Regions from separate parts of the Triticum aestivum genome. Here region 1 is linked to region 2. The links are chromatin contacts, called in public Hi-C maps. All regions are on one chromosome and are shown on one strand. Each heading gives the region's core, a stretch centred on a gene start, on an enhancer-like site or on the middle of the called end of the contact. The rest is flanking DNA. Distances are from core to core; before and after follow the strand shown. Region 1 has its middle 110 kb from the start of LOC123167432. Region 2 holds the start of LOC123171569 (receptor-like cytosolic serine/threonine-protein kinase RBK1).

What was found. A called contact is a pair of places that touch in the nucleus more often than the background predicts.
Region 1: a Hi-C map of root shows a contact between it and region 2, with 5 times the contacts expected there. The contact joins the enhancer-like site here to the promoter of LOC123171569 in region 2. A contact is called at or near these places in 3 of 5 Hi-C or Micro-C datasets (leaf and root).

Annotation. Positions count from the first base shown.
Region 1 is chr7D:587,669,252-587,672,115 of IWGSC CS RefSeq v2.1, reverse strand. No RefSeq gene overlaps it. Among protein-coding and RNA genes, the nearest start is that of LOC123167432, 110 kb to the left of the region's middle. Within about 2 kb of position 1,560, at least 6 of the 8 cell types and tissues checked have an H3K27ac peak or open chromatin away from gene starts, as enhancers often do. A contact at or near this core is called in leaf and root, where this site is marked.
Region 2 is chr7D:587,551,705-587,555,053 of IWGSC CS RefSeq v2.1, reverse strand. It overlaps LOC123171569 (receptor-like cytosolic serine/threonine-protein kinase RBK1), which reads left to right and starts at 2,074. Exons shown (of 8, transcript XM_044589021.1): 1 at 2,074-2,579. The coding sequence starts at 2,564.

The sequences.
Region 1 (2,864 bases), core at 311-2,810, 120 kb before region 2:
AGTGTTGAAGGGACATTGGGCAAGACCCCAAGACCGGTGCCGAACAAAAGGCATCAAACTTTTGGACTCGTGTCCATCGTGAGTTTCATGAGTGCAAGAAGTTTCTGCCGTACCAAATGCAAAGCATGCCCGGGTGGGTGTCCATTTCGAAGCATTGGAAGGTGATCCAACAAGAGTGCAGCAAGGTTTGTGCCACTCTTGAGAGCATCAAGGCACGTCCCGTGAGCGGCATCGGCATGCAAGACATGGTATGCTAGCAAGCACCCCTCTTTGTGTCATTTCGTTTATGCTTGCATGTCCATTTTCATATCTATTTGTCAATATGCTTGCATGCAATTCATTTGTAGGCATTCCAAGCTTTGGAGGGATTGAAGGTCCAACACGATGGCAAGTCCTTCAACCTCTCGCATTGTTGGAGAGTCATCAAAGATGAGTAGAAGTTCAAGGCGCAATATACCGCCCTCATGTCGCGTGGGGGGAAGAAGGTCATGGAGGAGGTTGGGGACAGCGAGAAGCCACGGCCGCGGGGGAAGACCAACTCCAAGAAGGAGGACAAGCGGGATGCGGCATCGAATGCCTTGATCGCAACCGTGGAGGACATGATGACCAAGAAGGATTCAAGGGAGAAGAAGCGCCGGCAAGACAAGGAAGAACAAATGAACGCCTTCATGAAGATCCAAAGGAGGAGGCTTGAAATGGAGGCGGAGAAACAAACGAGGATGCTTGAGATGGAGGCGGAGAAGCAAGCCAAGATGCTAGAGATCAAGGCCGTCAATGCCAAGACGAAGGCGAAAGAAGTGGCTCTCGCTAGCATGATGACGGGGGTGGAGACAATGAAGGTGGATCTCAACACAGTGTCGCCAAGAAGAGGCCGTAGTTCGAGAAGATGCAGACCGACATGCTCAAGTTCGACGACGAGTGACCTATGGCGGCGAGCGCCATCCTTTTTTTATGTCGGCAAGTGTGATGGCATGACCACGACAGAGATGGCGTGGTCGAACTCCCGCCCCATTTTGGGTGCTGGCATGTTTGCCGGCCGCTGGCAAGTGTGCCAGCTGAACTGTGTGGTGTTTTTCTGAAGCTGACATTGTATGCCGGCGCTGGCATGGAGTCGGCATGAACTTCGGGCGATGACATGGCCGCTGACATGAACTATGGCCGCGGGCCTTTTTCAAAATTTACGCGCGGACATGAAATGGGTCGCGGCCGTTGGGCGCACTGCCAACCCAAATCTTAAAGACGACGGACGCCGAGCAGGCAGCCGACTCAGACGAATAAAAAACGAACAAAAGCACGGTCCGTTCGGGTCAGCGCGTTGGAGTTTGCTCTTATTGTGGACTCGTCACGCAACGGCGCCTCAAATGAGATGATTGTGCACGCGCACGGCGGACGGCACTATCGCGAGGCATGTCTCGGCGCCACCTTCAGCACGACCGGTTCACGTGGCACGCGCAGTGGCGGCCGGGCGGGTCGGTGCGTCAGACGAGATAGACGGGGCAGGGGCACTATCGCGACGGCGCTACCCACGACCGGCTCACGTGGCCGGAGAAAAAGTCGGCCTCGTGCGTCCCCCTTGTTGCCGCCGCCGTCCTCGCCACATGCGCGCGCGTGCTGTTTTTTGGCCGCGAGCCTGACCTGACCACCAAAGTCGACGACGGAAAACCACGGCACGGAGCATGTTGGTTGTTTGACCTGGATAGCAGGGAGAACCCCGTCAACCATGCAAAATTAAAACGGTTTGTCTAATTCACATCTAGATATTTTTTAAGAAGGTCATCTAAGGTCCAACAATATATAATGCCACAACAAAAAACAAAAAAAAAACTAGGGAAAAAAATAGACCATAAATAGAGTGAACATCAGGTTAGATGTGACGTAACTATGTCGCATCTAGATGTGTCCTAGACAGACCCTAATTAAAAAGGTAGAAGCCCGTCGGTCACTCCTATGATTGCGGACGGAAAAAACAGCGCTCGGTCCCGGTCAAAACCGATGCTGCACCGGTCAGCAAGGCAAAAATAGTGGTTATTATGCAGGTTAAACTAAAAAGCAGTGGTTATTATGCAGGGAACCCGGAAGAGTAGCACTAACTACTGCTTGATGAATGATGAGGTAGACCGTGCAGCGCCGATGCCACTTGTTGTCAGCATATGCAAACATGCATGCACAGAGGAGTCGCTCACCTGCTCGATCTCTCTCACTCCCTCTACTGCTTCAGGCCACTGGTTGCACTCGCACTGCACGCTCGCCAAACGCCAGACGTTTAGCTTTGCTTTTGCTAGCGGCACTCTATTAAGCTGATGGCCCCGGATAATGCTTTGTCGGCGTTTGACCACACGGCCGTCCGGCGGGCCGTGCGACGCTAACAACCACTTCATCAAGTCCGATCGTGGGTAGGGTAGGTGGATCGTTGCTTTACGTCTTGCCGTGGGGTGATGGTCCTTTGTGTCGTTTGACGAGCCTGACCCGATTTTCTCCCCTCGACCGTACGAAGCAATTCTTCGGAACGGGGCAGGATTTGGTGTAGTGTTGCATTTAGAATTTAAAATGCGATTTACTCGCCGTTTTGTCTGTCGTGCGGAAGCAGCTTATAGTTGATATCCGTGTCACCGACAGTAGCGTGCGGTACGTAGTTTGTTGGTTCGGTTTCTGAATAGACAACATTCTGCTTACAACTGTACTTTCTTACTGACAAAAACGCTTTTATATTATGGACGAAGGGAGCATCAAGCAGTCTTGCTGTAGAAGCTCAACAACAAGCGTGTTGCGTGCCGTGCGTACGTGCGTAGCGAATTTTCGGCCCAAGAAAATACGTACTTCCACGCTGCTGGTGGAGGGAACATTCTTCTCGTAGTGGAATTTTG
Region 2 (3,349 bases), core at 825-3,324:
CAGTATGAAAAATACATTTTGCATCTATACAAGCCACTAACAGTAATCGAGGCAAAAATTAATGATGTTTTCTCGTACTAGCAACTTGTTTAACTGGCAAAATGTTAGTGCATGTCAACAAAAAATGTATCGTTGGTTTCATATTTGAACATAGTTTTCAGTGATATAATTTTTGGTGACATGCATTAACATTTTGTTTGTTAAATTTATGGTCAAAATTTGGCACAGATGTAGTACTTGCATGCATGTAGTCATAATGACAGTGTACTACTTCCTTCTCATTCCTTCCTTGCATGCATGCTGGCGTATTAATGGTCCCGGTTAACAAAAAAAAAGTTGGCTTGCAAAGCAGTCATTAATTTTTAGTTTGGTACCTATAATCTGAGTTAGTGGTTTTATATAAGGGAATGAAGGGAGTATGATATTAATTGCACACTAAACATGTTGATGCTCTTTCCATCGAAGCAATCTATCGTTGGATTGACATGGTTCAATAGCCAATATTAATTGGGTATGCCCCTCTGGGTCTTTTTATATTGGTATACAATTAGCATAAATGTTAATATTTGGTACGACACACATTAAACATGTTGATGCACTCACCATTGGAGCACTATAGGTAGTTGGATTGACATGGCTTGATGGCCAAGATTAATTGGATATGCGCCACTTGTTTTGTTTATACTGGTATGTAATTAGCACAAATGTTAATGTTTGATACGATATTACTTACAAGCTAAACATGTTGATGCGCTCACCATTGGATCAATCTAGATCGTTGGATTGACATGGTTCAATTGCCAAGATTAATTGGATCACCCCTTTGTTTTTCATATTGGTATATATAGATATATGAGATAGATATAAATATACATAAAAATCCAGCCCATTACGGCGATATGACCATCCGCTGAACCATTTTTCTCATCTCCAATGGCTAGTAATTATCGTACCCAAATGTTAAAAAAATTCAAAATAAAATGTTTAAACCAAAATAAGGTAATGTTTGTTCCGGAATATGGGAGTATTTTCGGTGTGAAAATGAACTTTACTGTAGAAAACCTGTTAAAACTGAAATGATGCAGTACTCCCCAATGCCATGTCTGAAAACGGCAGCATTTCGTTGTGAAAACAATTTTTTTTTGGCGGGCTGGTGTGAAAACGGATTTATAAGTGTAACAATAATAACCTGTTACATTGAGAACGGAAAACGCTGGTCCTTGATCCCTTAAACACAAGCGTCCCTTTGGGCCAAAGGATGCTTTGTGCGACCTTTTGCGCCGGGACTTGATTGCCACCACAACGTGGAGCAAACAGGCAGCAAGGCACGATCCATAAATTTTGCCAACCGGCCGTGCCGCTTTCACACCAAATCAGGGCATGCATCTTCACATTGTTCATTCCAACGCATGTACCCCCCACCCAATGCTAAGCGCCATAGCCCAAGCGAAGACAAGTCCATGCAAAATGGAGTGTTCTATTACTAGCTCAGGGCCAGCACCTGATCTCCCATGAGTTGGTAAATAATCTTTTGAGAAAAGAGCCGCTAGGAGCAGCAGAACGGACCAAGAAAAAGGGGCGATGGTTGTAGGACTCCATCCGCAGGAAAGGCACGGCTCACTTCCCAACACCCAAACCCTACCACCGCATCCAACACGCACAAAGTAGTCTTCTCTAATCCCTAATTGCGCAAAGGATCAAACCGCACCATCAAGCTTAATCGCCCCGCCCCCAACACTAACAGCAACATCTAATCCACGCACCAAAGATTTACTTACTGGAGCTGGGCACAGGGCCAGAAAGGAAGAAGACAAGCATACCATCAAGACCCACTAATTATATTGTCTTCCCCATCACCAACTCTGGTATGCCCCTCTCCCCCTGCATCACTCTCCATGAGACCATGAGAACCATTCCATTACCACCACAATTCTTTTTTTTCTTTTACACAAAAAGTATTATAAAATGTAGTACTAGATCGCAAAAAAAAAGTATTCCCCAGCCTTGTCTTGGCCTGAGCTGTGTGGGCACCCAGCAGGTCACTACATAAAGTTGCAGTGCACCGGAGAGAGTCCTCATTGCTCATCGCCTTCTCTCTCCCCCACTCACTCTTTCCCTCTCTCTCTCCGTATTGTTCGCTGCTTTTCAGAGAAGCGAGGAATATCTGCGGCGGAGGGGGAAGAAGCGCCGCCCCAGTTTCAAAAAGAACCGCCACCTCCCCTGCACCGGCCTACGATCCTCTCTCCTCTCGTATTAATTTCGGTTGCCCCCATCCATCCATCCATCCGTCCACCCGTCCTCCATTTTCTTGGTCGCCGTACAGAGCTCAATCCACCCCAGTACTCCTGCCTACCAGCCGCTGCTGCTAGTAGGAGCGTTTGCTGTCCGGTGATTCCAGTTGGAGTAGTCTGTAGCCTCTTCTCTTCTCTTCAATGCGAGGAGAAGGCATCGGCGGTGGGAGGAGGAGTAGTCGTCCTTGCTGAAGTTTCGTCAAGCTCGGTCCCTGTCCCTGTCCGGGCAAGCGAACTTCTTGGCAGCGGCAACGAAGCAGAGGAGGGATATAATGGCCTCCACGGAAGGTATCCTTCTTCTTCTTCAACCTTGGCGCTGAGGGCGCAATATTTTTCTGCTTCTCTTTTCCCCCCTCTGCTTTCCTGCTTCCGTCCGTCCGGCGATGCCGGCGGGGCCATGACGAAACTCTGGGAGTTTTTCCTGCTTGAACCTGCAGGCGGCTGCGGCGGCGGCGGAGGAGGAGGAGCAGAGAGGGCGGAGGATCCTCTCCCTGGCTCCGCCGAGGAAGGTGAGCGCCGTGGCTACTGATTGATTGCTTTCCTCATTTGTACTGCTCCTGCTGCCCCGGTGTGAGTAATTGGATGGATTCTCTGTTTCCTCCTCTGATTCTCCTGCCTCGTCAAGCAGATTGCAGGATCCCTCCTTTTTTTAGTAACCACTAAATTCGAGCTTGTAGTATTTCTTTGTCTTGTCTCATTTCAACCAATCCTCAAGGACTTAATTCGTGTTAGTACCACACGTGTTCCAGACTTCCAGTCCAAGAACTGACAAAGAGTTTAGTCTTTTTGATTTGAACAGAGGCAGTCGATGATTCTCGTGCTTCAGTAAGCAGATGCAGAATCTCTTTTTTAGTAATCAAATTTAAGCTATATATTTTTGGTCTCATTCCAATCCTCAAGAGTTCAATTTGTGTCAACACACGTGTTCCCAAGACTGACGGAGAGTTTAGTCTTTTATGGAGAGATTATTGATGTCAGTTTTAGGATCCTGGCCCTGTTTCTAACAGTTTTATATATTAGGCTGAGCTATCTGTTGTATATCTCCAAATAAAAGACTG